2 separate regions of the Arachis hypogaea genome follow, and region 1 is linked to region 2. Evidence: chromatin contacts called from public Hi-C data. All regions are on one chromosome and are shown on one strand. Each heading gives the region's core, a stretch centred on a gene start, on an enhancer-like site or on the middle of the called end of the contact. The rest is flanking DNA. Distances are from core to core; before and after follow the strand shown.

Evidence for each region. Hi-C and Micro-C count contacts between places; a contact is called where the count stands out from the background.
Region 1: a Hi-C map of leaf shows a contact between it and region 2, with 6 times the contacts expected there. The contact joins the promoter of LOC112704108 here to the promoter of LOC112703211 in region 2. A contact is called at or near these places in 5 of 8 Hi-C or Micro-C datasets (leaf and an unstated tissue).

The regions. Positions count from the first base shown.
Region 1 is chr7:61,424,979-61,431,561 of arahy.Tifrunner.gnm2.J5K5, reverse strand. It overlaps LOC112704108, which reads left to right and starts at 3,301. Exons shown (of 5, transcript XM_025755657.3): 1 at 3,301-3,616; 2 at 3,763-3,828; 3 at 4,613-4,695; 4 at 5,397-5,596; 5 at 6,085-6,405. The coding sequence starts at 3,408. The coding sequence ends at 6,186. LOC140174498 (a long non-coding RNA gene) reads right to left here and starts at 2,836. Exons shown (of 2, transcript XR_011864053.1): 1 at 2,503-2,836.
Region 2 is chr7:61,159,669-61,166,372 of arahy.Tifrunner.gnm2.J5K5, reverse strand. It overlaps LOC112703211 (DEAD-box ATP-dependent RNA helicase 16), which reads right to left and starts at 3,962. Exons shown (of 16, transcript XM_025754561.3): 1 at 3,559-3,962; 2 at 452-708; 3 at 53-208. The coding sequence starts at 631.

The DNA of each region.
Region 1 (6,583 bases), core at 2,052-4,551, 270 kb before region 2:
TTAGTTTAATAAATATTTAATTAAAATAATAAAATAAAAAAAAATTACATGATTATTTTAAAATATAACCAACTTGATGGAAGTTGGTTTTTATGAAAACAAATCAGAATTCAGTCCTCTCTTTCTATCTATGAAGTCTTTCTTCTTCATTCACCATCAATAACTAAATTGAAGAAAGAATTAAGAAGCAAAAGAATAGACAAAGTGAATTTTTCCTAATATCATTATTATCATGGATCAAGGTTAATAACTCTACTCATTTCTATTTGTGATAATCATAAATTTTAAAATCTTTCTTGTGAATGATAATTTTATAATGTATATTAAAATTATATTAAGTTTTACAGGTAATGCCTAAAACATTTCTTAATATTTTCAGTGAGAATTAAAATAGTCTCTCATTTTTATAAATGATCAAATAAGTTTATAATTTTTTTATAAATTTTATTCATTTCTAACTCAACTACTATTAACACAATACTAGCATAGACTATTAAATACCAATGTAACATCTCAATATGATTAAAATAATATTTTAAATTGGTTGATTAGACTTATTTTAATTCTTCCATCAATATAAAATTAAATAAAATATGTATAGTAATGATTAAATTAAATAAAATTAGGTGTGACCTATATTATTTAATACCATTGTAATATTTTTTTAGAAAAGATACATATAGTAATGGGATTTCAAAATAATTCATGATGGCTCCTTTTATACATATACTTAAATATATTTTATTACTTTAAATTAAATTTTGTGCTTGATATATGCATAAACAAATTTAGAAAGAATGAATCCGTCAAATTTCGGAAAACTTCCTCGTTTTGTAAGTGCGATATTATAAATGAAAATTAGTCTGTAATTTGGTAACCTTGTCAAATTTTGGAACTTCATTTTAGAAGATAGTTTTGCTGGTAACGAGTTAAAATTTGCAGGTCATTTTCCAATTAAAAAAAATTATCGATAAACTTTTCACTCACTGAGAAATTATACCAATAAATTTACCGATAATGACAAAAAAAATTTATCGATAAATCTTTCTAAATATGCTATTTTATAGCGATGGAGAAAAACGAGAAAAAAAAGTATAAATATAGGGAACAAAAATGAAGTTTAACATTTTTTTTACTAATATATATATATATATATATATATATATATATATATATATATATTCGTTTTGAATTTGAATCTTTTACCTTTAAATATTTTTTCTCTTATATTTTTTTGTCTCATTTATGAAATAAATAGTAAGAGATCACATTTTATTCTCTAAAATAAAATTTAAAATTTAGAGGATTCAAATTCATTGGTTATATATATATGGAGAGAGAAAGAGAGAGATAATTTTTTACAAGGTTCTGAAAATCGAATCGGTGATCGAACTGCTTTAATTACTGGTTTATTAATTTAACCAGTCCAACAAAAAAAAAACAATTTAAAATAAAATAATAAATAAATTATAAATAAACATCCAATTTAATCACTAGACCAGCTCCAATTAATTTTTCTATGCATTTTTCTATGCATTTTCAATTTCATTTTCTCCATTGCAACGGGAAGAATCTAAATGAAACAAGGAAGAATCCAAAATGAAACAAATAAAACTCTACACAATAATTAGTATTTTTAAACTGTCAATGTAACCACTTAACTTGAACTCCACACCCATACTACATCACAAAACTTTATACACGAGTAATCAAATTAAATTAACACAGAAATAAATAGATCGAGAACTTTCCACCATAAAAACTTTATCCAAAAAGTTAAGTTTAAAGAGCAAGAATCACAACCAATATAACTAAATAAACCTACGATTATATTTCACATCTCTAACCTCAAATATGAAGTAAGAGATTAGAAAATTCATTAGCATTAGACAATAACAAAGATTTACCCTAGAAAGTCTAAGTTGTATATTCATTGATCTATGAAACTCCTAAAACAGCAGTGTATCTCACTATCTCATGCTCAGCAAGTACCTTAAAATGTAACAAAGCATCACAAAGGGATATAATAGTCATCCAAGCTTTACCAGTGCATATTTAAATGACAATCATCTAAATGTGAATAGTGGAATATAAATAAATGAATCCAACAATTATCTATAACAATATCACAGCAACCCACAACAAGATTTACAGATGAACTAAAAACGATTATTCGATAATTATTCAATTAATAACAGTAGAAAAAATTCACAGATTAATCAATAAATATTCAATAATTATTTAATCAATAATAACAACAAAATTCATAGACTAATTAACAATTATTCGACCAATAACATTTTCATAGATTAATTAAAAGCAATTATTTAAACAATAATAGCAGCAAAATTCACAAATTAATTAACAATTATTCAACCCATAACAAGTTTACAGATTATTCAACAATAATTAATTAATTATTCAACAATTATTGTTTAAAAAAACCTAGAAGCTAGAAGGCAGAAGCATAGAACAGAGGGGGAATCGGTTCATAGAACTCACATGTGGAACGAGCTGACGCTGACGACGGTAGAATAGAACTGCGCGACGGAGGCAGGAGGCGAGTCTGGCGATGGTGCTTCCAGAGCTGAAACGGCGACGATGGTGGAGAGCTGTATGAACGCAATTGTAATCTTCGAAGCTCTAACTTGCGACGGTGCGACAGCAATCCAGTGGATGGACGGAAGTGACGAAGATAGCTCGTCGGCGGTGACAAGAATGACGAGCTTAAAGGTGAAGGGAGGGAGAGAGACTGCTGCCCGTTGTGCTGGGTTGGGTGGGATGAGACGTTGGGTTATGCTTAGGCTTAGGGATTCAGACGTTTAGTACGTGCATCAAAAGTGATTAAAACGGTAGTATTTTTGCTAAAACTCCAAAAATTGGTCGATTTAAGGTTCGGTTCAATCGACTGCTTTCCGGCCAGTTTGACAGTCCGATAACGATTTTTTAATTGGATGGTTTTGGCATTAATCCGAACTGATATTTTTGTCGGTTTATAATTCGACCGGTTCGATCGGCGGTTCGAATCGGTTTTCAGCACCTTGATTTTTTATACTTTGATGAATGAGAGTACAAATTCAAATTGTTTAAGGTATACGGATAAATTTTTAAAATAAAAAATGATTAAAAAAATCGTGATATGTATTATGTATCATATAGTAGGGATTAATCAGAATTGTCAATACATAATATTGATCGAAACACTGAAACTTGAGCATTAATTACTTCCGAAACTTGCAACTTGCAATTGAAAATAACCTAATCTAAAAGTCATACCGTTTACCAAAAAAATATACTCGTATATATGCCACGCCATTATTCCCTTCAAATGTTACCTCTCGATATAAAAATCTCACCAACAACGTTGTTAGGATTTGCAAACACTAAATTCTATCTCCAACATATCAATGGCAAACACAATTTCCATCACCCAAAAGGTTACTTGCTTTGGCTTAGGGACATTGGACAAAACTCAAGCTTCAAAAGTTGGCCTCCCTCCAACCACTCATCATCACGTTCGAATCAACTCCAACATCATCAAAAATAATCGCTGCTATGTTTTGGAACACAACTTAGGATTATTCAGATTTCCAAGTTACACCACCACTAGAAAGATGTACGTATATAATATAATAGTCCTTCCAATATTTCAATTCCGATTATGTTAGTGCGGAAAAATAAAAATTTGCAAATATCTAAAGCTAAGAGAATCATAAATTTAAATTCTATGTTGACTGTTTATGTATTTATTTATTTTTTCAGGAATATGAGTGTGTTTGGCAGTACTCAACCCGGTCCAGTTGATCCTTCTTCTTCACCTGCTCATTGGTAATTATATTTACTCGTTAGTTCCTCCAATCAATCAACGAATTAATTAATCTCTTCTTAGTTTTCTATATATGCCATTACACTTAATAATGTGAAATAACGTACAAGTAATAATTTCTCCCTCCTTGACAAGTCTTTTTTTTCAGACTACTTGCAAGTCTTTGAGAAATATTAGAGTAATTTTTTATTTTAGGAAAGAGTAATTTCTCTTTGAAAAAAACTAGGTGATCATTAAAAAATTATTATTTTTTGTTATTATTTTATTATTAATTTTTTTTTTAGTCTAATAATCTAATAACATATTTTATCCATACTTATATATATATATATATATATATATATATATATATATATATATATATATATATATATATATATATATATATATAAACTTTATCAAAAATGTCCGTGAATATAACAAAATTATTATCCACCACCTATTATATTTATATATTTTATTTTACATATTTTCTCTATAAAATAATATGAATAATCAAATCTGTTATAAAAAAATAATCAAATTTTTAAAATAATATAATTAAAATTTTTTTTTCTTGAACTCCAAATATGTATTCTTATATAATAGTTAATTTATAAATAGCTGAATTTTTGCATTGTAAACAATAAAGTTGGAAATAATATTTGAATTTTTATCGTTGGAAAATTTCTATTAATGAAGAGATTTTCTGCGTTAAAATTGAGTTTAAATTTGGAGAAAAACCAAAAGAGAAACGATAATCTCTAAATAATTAGCATTTACGTTGGGGACATTGCCATCTAGCAGGAAATTCTGGATCATAGGAACGATATTCACGATACTTTTATCCTTTTCGAGGGGCAAATGGGGTCCTTTGCTACAACTCAAAGGTGAGAGAACTTAGAATTTCCATGTCATTAACTGCAGTTTTCTTAATTCATTAATTATCAGTCCTATTAGTTCGTTGATCCCGTGTAAATTAGACGAGATTTTACGTTTAAACAAGTTTTTTTTTATATAGAATATACAGTTTTTTTTTTTTAACTTTTGTTCTTTGATTTTAATTTTGTTTGGCTAGTAAAATTTAGAAATGGTCTATTTTAATTTGTCATGTTATCATCACTTATTATCGCTTATGAAACTCAAATATTTCATTGAGTTCCAGTATGTACATGTGTAATTTTTGTGTCGGACTGTGTTTGAATAAAAAAAATATTCTTTTGGACACACTTGTATTAGACATATCTAAATACTCACTGTATATGTCTTTATTCTTAGCCCATATTTTTTTTAGATAAGTTTAGAATAACATATAGTATTATTTATTAATACTAAAATTGTCTAAAATATTTTACTTAATTAAAAAGATATTAAAAATATTTTAAAAAATTAATTTATATTTTAATATTCATAAAATATAAAAATATAATTATAATTTATTTAAAAATATTATTATTGGCATGACGGATTTATATAAGTCAGCAATAAACCATTAAATAGAATTGTAATCTAAGACGAATTTATATATTATTGGCATGACGGATTGATTAGAAAAAAATGATGATGATGATAGTACCTTATATGTATATAGAGAAAATAGAAACAAGAATGAAGGAAGCGGAAAAGATAGCGGAGGCAGTGGAAGAAGTGGCGGAAGGGGTGGAGAAGGTAGCTGAAGATGTTGCCAAGATTGTTCCTGAGGGAAAGCTTCATGACGCTGCTCAGTTTGTTGAAAAAGTAGCTCAAGATATAGACAAACATGCCCAAGCCGCAGAAGATGCATTAGAAAAGGTTGAGAACTTTAATTATTTGCACCATGCACGTAACTTCATTTTATTATTCTTTCACGTTTTTCTACCTAATGCCCTCTTACTTCTATTAATTTATTTTTTGGTGCAACATCATTCGTTATTTTACATTCTCACCTTTAAAAAAAAACTAAAAGCTACGTAATAAAGTAATAACTACTATACTAATATATATATTTAATATATAGTAGAATTTGAACCGCATCTCTTAGTCAGCATCATGGCATCATGCATTAAGTTGACATAATAACTCATTTTGCAATTGAGATTTGTATATGGCGTGCTGAGGTTTCTTTCTTGTAGCCAATAAGAATATTTACTTGTTGGAGATTAATCTTTTGAAGGTCTAACTGGAAGGTTTATTATCCTTTGATTATTAAATGTGACATAAAGGGAAAATCCTAGCAAGCTAGCCAGGTTTATTTTGAATAGAATACCGTTTGTCAACTATTTCAATTTTGATGAATGTAGGCAAAAGACATGGAACAAGACATGGAATCGTTCTTTGAATCAACCACTCATGGACAAGAAAAAAGTGTTGCCACCACCACAGAATGGAAAGATCAAAAGTAGAAGAAAATACGGTTGAAGATTAAACGAACACTGTATATACACTATTAAAACATGTATAATGTAATAATTCATTATTCGTTATTCCTTGTTTCTTTTTTCCTTTAAGGTGAAGTCTATGTTGATTATTTTATTAGTTATTTGTAACAACTTCAATTTATATAAAGTGAAAGGTGACATTTAAAAGGGTGGATCTAAAAAGATATTTTGTTGTATTTGTTATACATGACTTTAAATAAAAAAAAAAAGGTCCAAATCATGACTAACTTAAAAGTACAGTCAATAACTGTCTTGCCATCTAAGCAAGGGGAGTTTAAACTAAATTAGTCCCACCGCCTACAACTACTTTCAATTAACTATAATCACATTCTCTGATGGTATTTTCCCTCAATTTGGAGCA
Region 2 (6,704 bases), core at 2,713-5,212:
AAAGGAAAACACACACATAAAGAGAACATTAACAAAGCTAAAGAAAACCAACCTGTTGACACAGCTCGCGAGTCGGAACAAGAACAAAAGCATTGGGTGCCTGCTTCTTGCGATCAACATTAGCGAATAGTTTCTGTAGCATGGGGAGAAGGTAAGCAAACGTCTTCCCAGAACCCGTCTTCGCACGAGCAACCACATCCTTACCTTCCTAAAAAAACAAATGAACTAGTGAGCTTCCCCAATTGGAGACCCTACATTGCAGAATGCATAGAATCTCGAAAAACCTAACCAACTTCTAACTAACTTAACCAACCAACCAACCAGCTATATCAAAACTCGGCAAAACAGAAAGTTGTTGCCACTGACAATAATATATAATATTGTAACTAATAACTGACTAACTAACTAACTGGCTAACTAACAATTAGAAGTAAAGGGGCTAGAGAGTGACCAGAATGAGTGGAATAGCGACTCTCTGAATTGGTGTGGGCTTGTCGATTCCTTTCTTGAGCAAGGCACGAATGAGACGAGCGTCCACACCGAGCTCCTCGAAGCTCTTATCGTCGCTTGCATCTTCTTCATATCGCTGCATTGTTTCTTTCAATATGTTTTCGGTTGTTGTCGCCGCCATCACAGCACCACAATTCGGGAATGGACGTTGCACTAATGGCAGCACCCTAGCCTTATAGTCGACAGCGAACCTTTAAACTGATAAGCAACAATAAGGGATAGTTATTAGAACCGAAACAGTAATTGACCCGTTCATACGACTGGGTCACCGGGTCCCTGGTTTAACCAATGGGTTTCTAGTTGAATCGGTTGACCTAGTCACAATTAAATATAAATACAAAATTGCAAAAAATAAGCTTAAAATTAAAAATTCAAAACGTCTTCATAAACACATTAACAATTCTTAAACATAACTAAGCAAAAATAGAAAATATACTAGTAATAGTACAAAAATACTTTCTCAATTTAAATGAAGAGAGCAAAACATAACACAATAAGTAAATCAAATGCATCAAGACAAATTGGAATAATTAACAAACTAATCAAAAACTAAATTCAACTAATTATACCAACTCAATATTACCTATGTAAGAATCAAATGAATCAATACTAAGAATCAAATCTATTCTTACAGCAACAAATTCGGCTCATTGATAATTTCATCAACAAATTCAACCATGATAATTTTCAGCAACAAAAAATTTAGCTCCAAAGATGATTTGCAGCAACAAAAGGTTTAGCTAAGTAATTATTTCAGCAAGACAGCAACAAATTCAAGGTTCAGTGATGATAATTGGCAATAAATTCAACTCGGTGATGATTTCATCAACCAAAAAATTAGCTCAGTGATATTTTCAGCAACAAATTCAACTTACAACAACAAATTCAACAAATCCAAGTTCACTCATGATTTACAGCAACATTTAGATTAGCATCAAGGCAAATTAATTAATCAGCAATTCAGCAACATCTCAAAATACATGAAGGGAAATCTGAAAAAGAGAGAACAGGGGAAGCGATGATGCAGAGACTCATCAACGGTCCACGGTCCACGGTCCACGGCGATGGCAACGACCCGAAACCAGAAGACGACGAGCGCACGGAAGGCGACGAAGCAAGCGGATCCCACGTGTTGCTTCTGCCGCCGCCGGCGAGGAGCCCAGGGACGAGACTCGAGTGAGACGACGAGGAAGGCCGCGAGACGAGCGACGAGACACCGGCGAGTGTGATTGAGACGAGCGACGAGACGGCGGCAAGTGTAGAGGGCTAGGCAGTGAGAAAGACGAGAGAGTTGGAGTCTCAGAATTGAGGGAGAGATGAGAGTCTCAGGGTGAGATGAGTTAGAAGAGCTAGGGTTTTGGTGTTTTTTCCAAGGTTCTGAAAACCGAACCAGTCATCAAACCGCTCTAGTCATTGGTTCACTAGTTTATTGGTCCAACCGATCTAACCATGGTTCAACCGGAAAAACCGTTCCATAATAAAATAATAAATAAATTATAAATAAACATCCTAAATATCTTTGAAATTTAAAACCCTACATAAAATATCACCAATTAAATGTAATTAATCATCAAAATATGCAATGACTTGCTGCAAATTTGTTTACAATTAACATAATTATACTTCCATTAAAAATAGCTGGATTGAATTAAAATGCACAAGTTAAAGATAGAGAATATTGTCTTAATGTAGCTAAGTCAAAAAGTAAAACAAAAAATGATAGTGTTGCACAATAAACACACAACAGAGCCTGAAACAAACACACAACAGAGGCTGAAACAAAAACACAACAAAGCCTGAAACAAAAAAATCCAACACGGAGGACGGGTAGCAGGTCGGCAGAGATCAAGAACAGGGACAGTGCAACCAAACAATGAACAAAACAATGAAAACAGAATTTTTTTTATATAACAGAACAATCAAAACATGAATCATACAATCACTAATTGCAAATTTTTTCTTCATAAGAACAGAACAATGAAAACATGAAACATATAATAAATCAAAAGATCACCAATTGCAAATTTTTTACTAAGAACAGAAGTTAGAACAGTGAAAAATGAAGAAAGATTAACAGTTTTCAACCCAATTTTAACAAAGCTCATCACAATGATTAACAACAACAAAAAAAGCAATGAAGGAACAGTGAATCAGTAACATAGGCAGTGCAAATTCAAGAAACTTTAATAAAATTTAACTACAGAAACAGACAGTAAAGTAGTAATAGAGTTATAAATTTAAAATTTATCATCAAATACAATCAGTGAGCAAAACCAGTCAACCAAGTACTGACTGGGCATTCGGGAAAAAAAATCAAAAGAACGTTTAAATCACAGCAAAAACACAACAACAACAATAGGAACATTTAAAACAAAGCAACCCAAAAAAAATCTAAAAATCACCATTGCTGAAAACAATGATTTGATACGTGTATGCTCAAAGAATTAAAAGCTAAGCTTACAGGAAAGTGAAGAATACCCAAACCAAAGAACCTTCAATCACAGCTTAAATCAAGAACAGAAAATCACAACAAAAACAAAAAAAAATTAAAAGTAACAGAAGAAAAACAGAACAACAACACAAGAACAATTAGCAAATTAACAAGTTCACAATAACAGTTAAAATTTACCAGAAGAACACTAATGCAAGTGGAATCATCATGCTAATATGTTTTTTGCAAAGATGCTATTTGTGCAGCTAAAATTTCCTAATTACTAAGATCCAATTATTCTAATTTCACATGCAATCAACTTACTAAGTTTCTAAAAGCTAGAAATTATAAAACCTACCAGAAATATGGTTAAAGCATTTTATCAAACATGTTGAGTGCGGCAAAATTAAAACGAAATAAGAGAATTCAAGGCTTAATATCAATGTGATTTAGAAGAGAACATAACTATTGTAACTTTAATTCATTCTATGAAAAATCCAAACCACTACCAAATCAAATAGTTTCTTATTGTAATGGAAATCAGAAGTTGCAGAGTTTGAAGCAGAGTATTGGTGTTGTGTGAGTGTATTGTCTGGTGACGGGTTTAGGGAACTCACGGCGGCGACAAAAGAGAGCAGTTCGACGACTAGGTGGAGCGCGCGGGTTGGTCGCAGAGTTTGAAGCAGAGCAACGTGGCTTCCAGACGAACGCGAATGCGAACTCGAACGGTGAACGGCTAGTGAACGCGAACGGGGAACGGCTAGCGAACGTGAACGGCGAAGAACGCGAACGTAGACGACAGCTGAACGAAAGAAAGCAGCCGCGATCGGTGACAGCGAACAGGGGTTGAAGACTTGGAGCACGAGGGAAGCTAGATAGACGGACGGATGGAGAACTTTGAGTGCGACGGACGGCGTCAGTATGCCACTCCTTGCGGCGGTGGTGTAGGCTTACAGTGCTAGGGTTTTTTGGCTGGGTTTGTGTTATTTCTATCTGAATGAAAGAAAGAAAGGGAGAAAGCGAGAAAGAAACGGAGCTTCCGTTTTTGTGTAAACCGGGCGGGTTCAGGTTCGGTCCGACCTGCCGGTTCTTGGCCGGTTAACCGTTTCTCACCGGTTTTCTAAACAACGATTTTACATATCTGACCGAACTGCTAATGTTGCTGGTTCGCAGCTGAATCGGTCTGATTGATCGGTCCGGTTCAATTTTCAGAATATTGGTTTTTTTCTTTTTGGTGAGTTTTGGATTGAGGCTAGTGTAGTGTAGGATGTAGTTTCTTCTTTTAAAAAAAATACCCGATCTGAGTTGTATAAATCAGTCGGGTCACCCTTTTTTTTTTTTAAAACCTGCAAGGTTGACTCAAGTCTCTTTGAGTCTGATGGAAATATAGTTATTAGAATCGAATCGGTAATTAATTCGATCATATGACAGGGTTACTGGGTTATTGATTCAACCGATGGGTCACTTATTTATATGGTTGACTCGGTCATAATTAAATAAAAATAAAAAATTATAAAAATAAAATTAAAAATTAAATGCATGTTTTCAAAAAAATATATTAATGACAATCAAATACAATTCTTAGATATAATTTATGGTGTAAAAATAAATAATAAATTAATCACTAGTATAAAATACTTTATCAATTTAAATGAATGAGGGAAAACAAAAGATAACACAATCAATATTAATATATCAATATGTTTGTATATTATGTGTTGTTACTTGTTTGGTATCCATGTTAATCCATGCTTAAAAGAATAAAAAAATAAAAATTCATTCATGGATTATTATATATTTAATTTTTGTCACATATATTAATAAAAAAACAAAATGGGGCGCAATGGTTCAGCAGGGCGCGGGTGTATCGTGGACCCGCACGGTTCAGTGCGGTCTAAAGTGCGAACCGGTCGATTCTTAATGAATTTGACTATCGTTGATCGGTTCAATTGTAAGTTCGGTCCAATCCACCAAGCGAATTGGCCAGACCACCAGTTCATCAGTTTTTCAGTCGAATCGGTCAATCCAGTCCAATTCTAATAACTATGGATGGGAGCACGGTCCAACAAGTACTCAACTTGGTCAAGTGATCGAGTGAGCAAGTTTCCGATCGAATCAGACAAATTGAGTTGAATTTAATAACAATGCAATAAAGTGTAGGGTCATCAGTTATATCATCACATCTATGAAAGCTTAGATATTTTCCATGAAAATAAGTTTATGTTTTTTTTTAATTAAAATTTAAGAATTAAATTAGCAGCTTAGAATAGGGATGCCAAAACTCAAATCCTCATGAAGATTGTCTCAAATAGAGATTCAAAGATGAAGAATTTTTTTCTATGGAGATGGGGATGGGACCAAAATTCTTTCGAGACAGACGTGGGGATCCAAGTGAAGATCTTTACCTCATCTTGACTAATCTCCGAATTTTTAAATTTACTTAAATATCTTTAATAATTTTAATATAAATTTTTTAGTCATTTCACATACTATATATATTGAAAAACTTAACCCTAATTTCCAAAGTGTCTTCCCTTCTCTCCATAATACTAACACTATGTCGTCCCACTCTCCAGTCATCCCAAAAGGCCAAAACTCGCAAATCTCAATATCTCATAGCGTCACAACCATACTCCTCACCACTCTTGCTCAGTGCATATTGTGTCGTCACCCGATCGCTATCTTATTGTCTCTGATTGCGATGTCCTTTCTCGTTTTTACTGCTACGTGACTATGTCCTTGTATGTTGTAATAATGTTTTCTGATTTTTTTTTATTTTTTATTAGAACTTTCATATAAATGATCAATATAGAAAAATGGAGAATGAGGTCCCGTAAAGAATGGAGATTTGTGGAAAATAAAAATGGGGAACAATATTCTTCCATGACGAAAATTAGAGTGGGAATAAGGAACGAATCTAGGGCAGAGACGAAAAATAAATTCAGGACAGAAATGAAAAACGATAAGATATCTTTCACTCCGTCCTGTCCTGGTATCATCTCTAACTTAGAAAGTGTTACTTATTATTTTAAAAAAAATAATGATCTTATATAAGAGGTTTTTTTTATGAAATCAAAACAAAAATTTTATATCTATCAAAATTAATGATTTTTAACCAACTCTTCCTACTCAACATATAATTTACATCACAAGGCATGTCAATTTTTTATTAGCTGCTTTTTTTATCTGGTCAATAATGACACTTGTTGATTTGAGTTGTCTAAATTTAACTAAAATTATTCTTTTCACTGCTTTGTCCTTGTGTTGTGCCTCCACGCCACTCTCTCCTTTCAAAAGATAATAATGTATTTTACACCACTTAATAGGTGAAGTGAAGACCCATAAATTTTGATTGGTTTTAATTATGTTAAGTAATTCAAATGTTTATTATAGTAAATATTCCGGAACAATAACATTTAAGACGACATTATAATATTCTCAAATTAACTAAAAGAACTTTAGCTAAATAAATCGGAAAAATCTTATTTAAAAAGAAACAATTTATATAACAAAAAAAAAAGAAGGTTTTCAGAAATAAACAAATAAAATTTAAAATCAAATAAAACGGATAAAAAACTTTACGGAATACAAAAAAGGAACCACGCACTTCAATAATATATACTCTTTATACCAATGGCTACCCATATATCATGGAAAAAGTACACTATGTCTGCCAAAAGTTCCATGACCACTATGTAGAAGAGAATGCTAGAAAGGGGATAGAGATATTTATAACAATATATAATGTTAAAATTAATTTTGG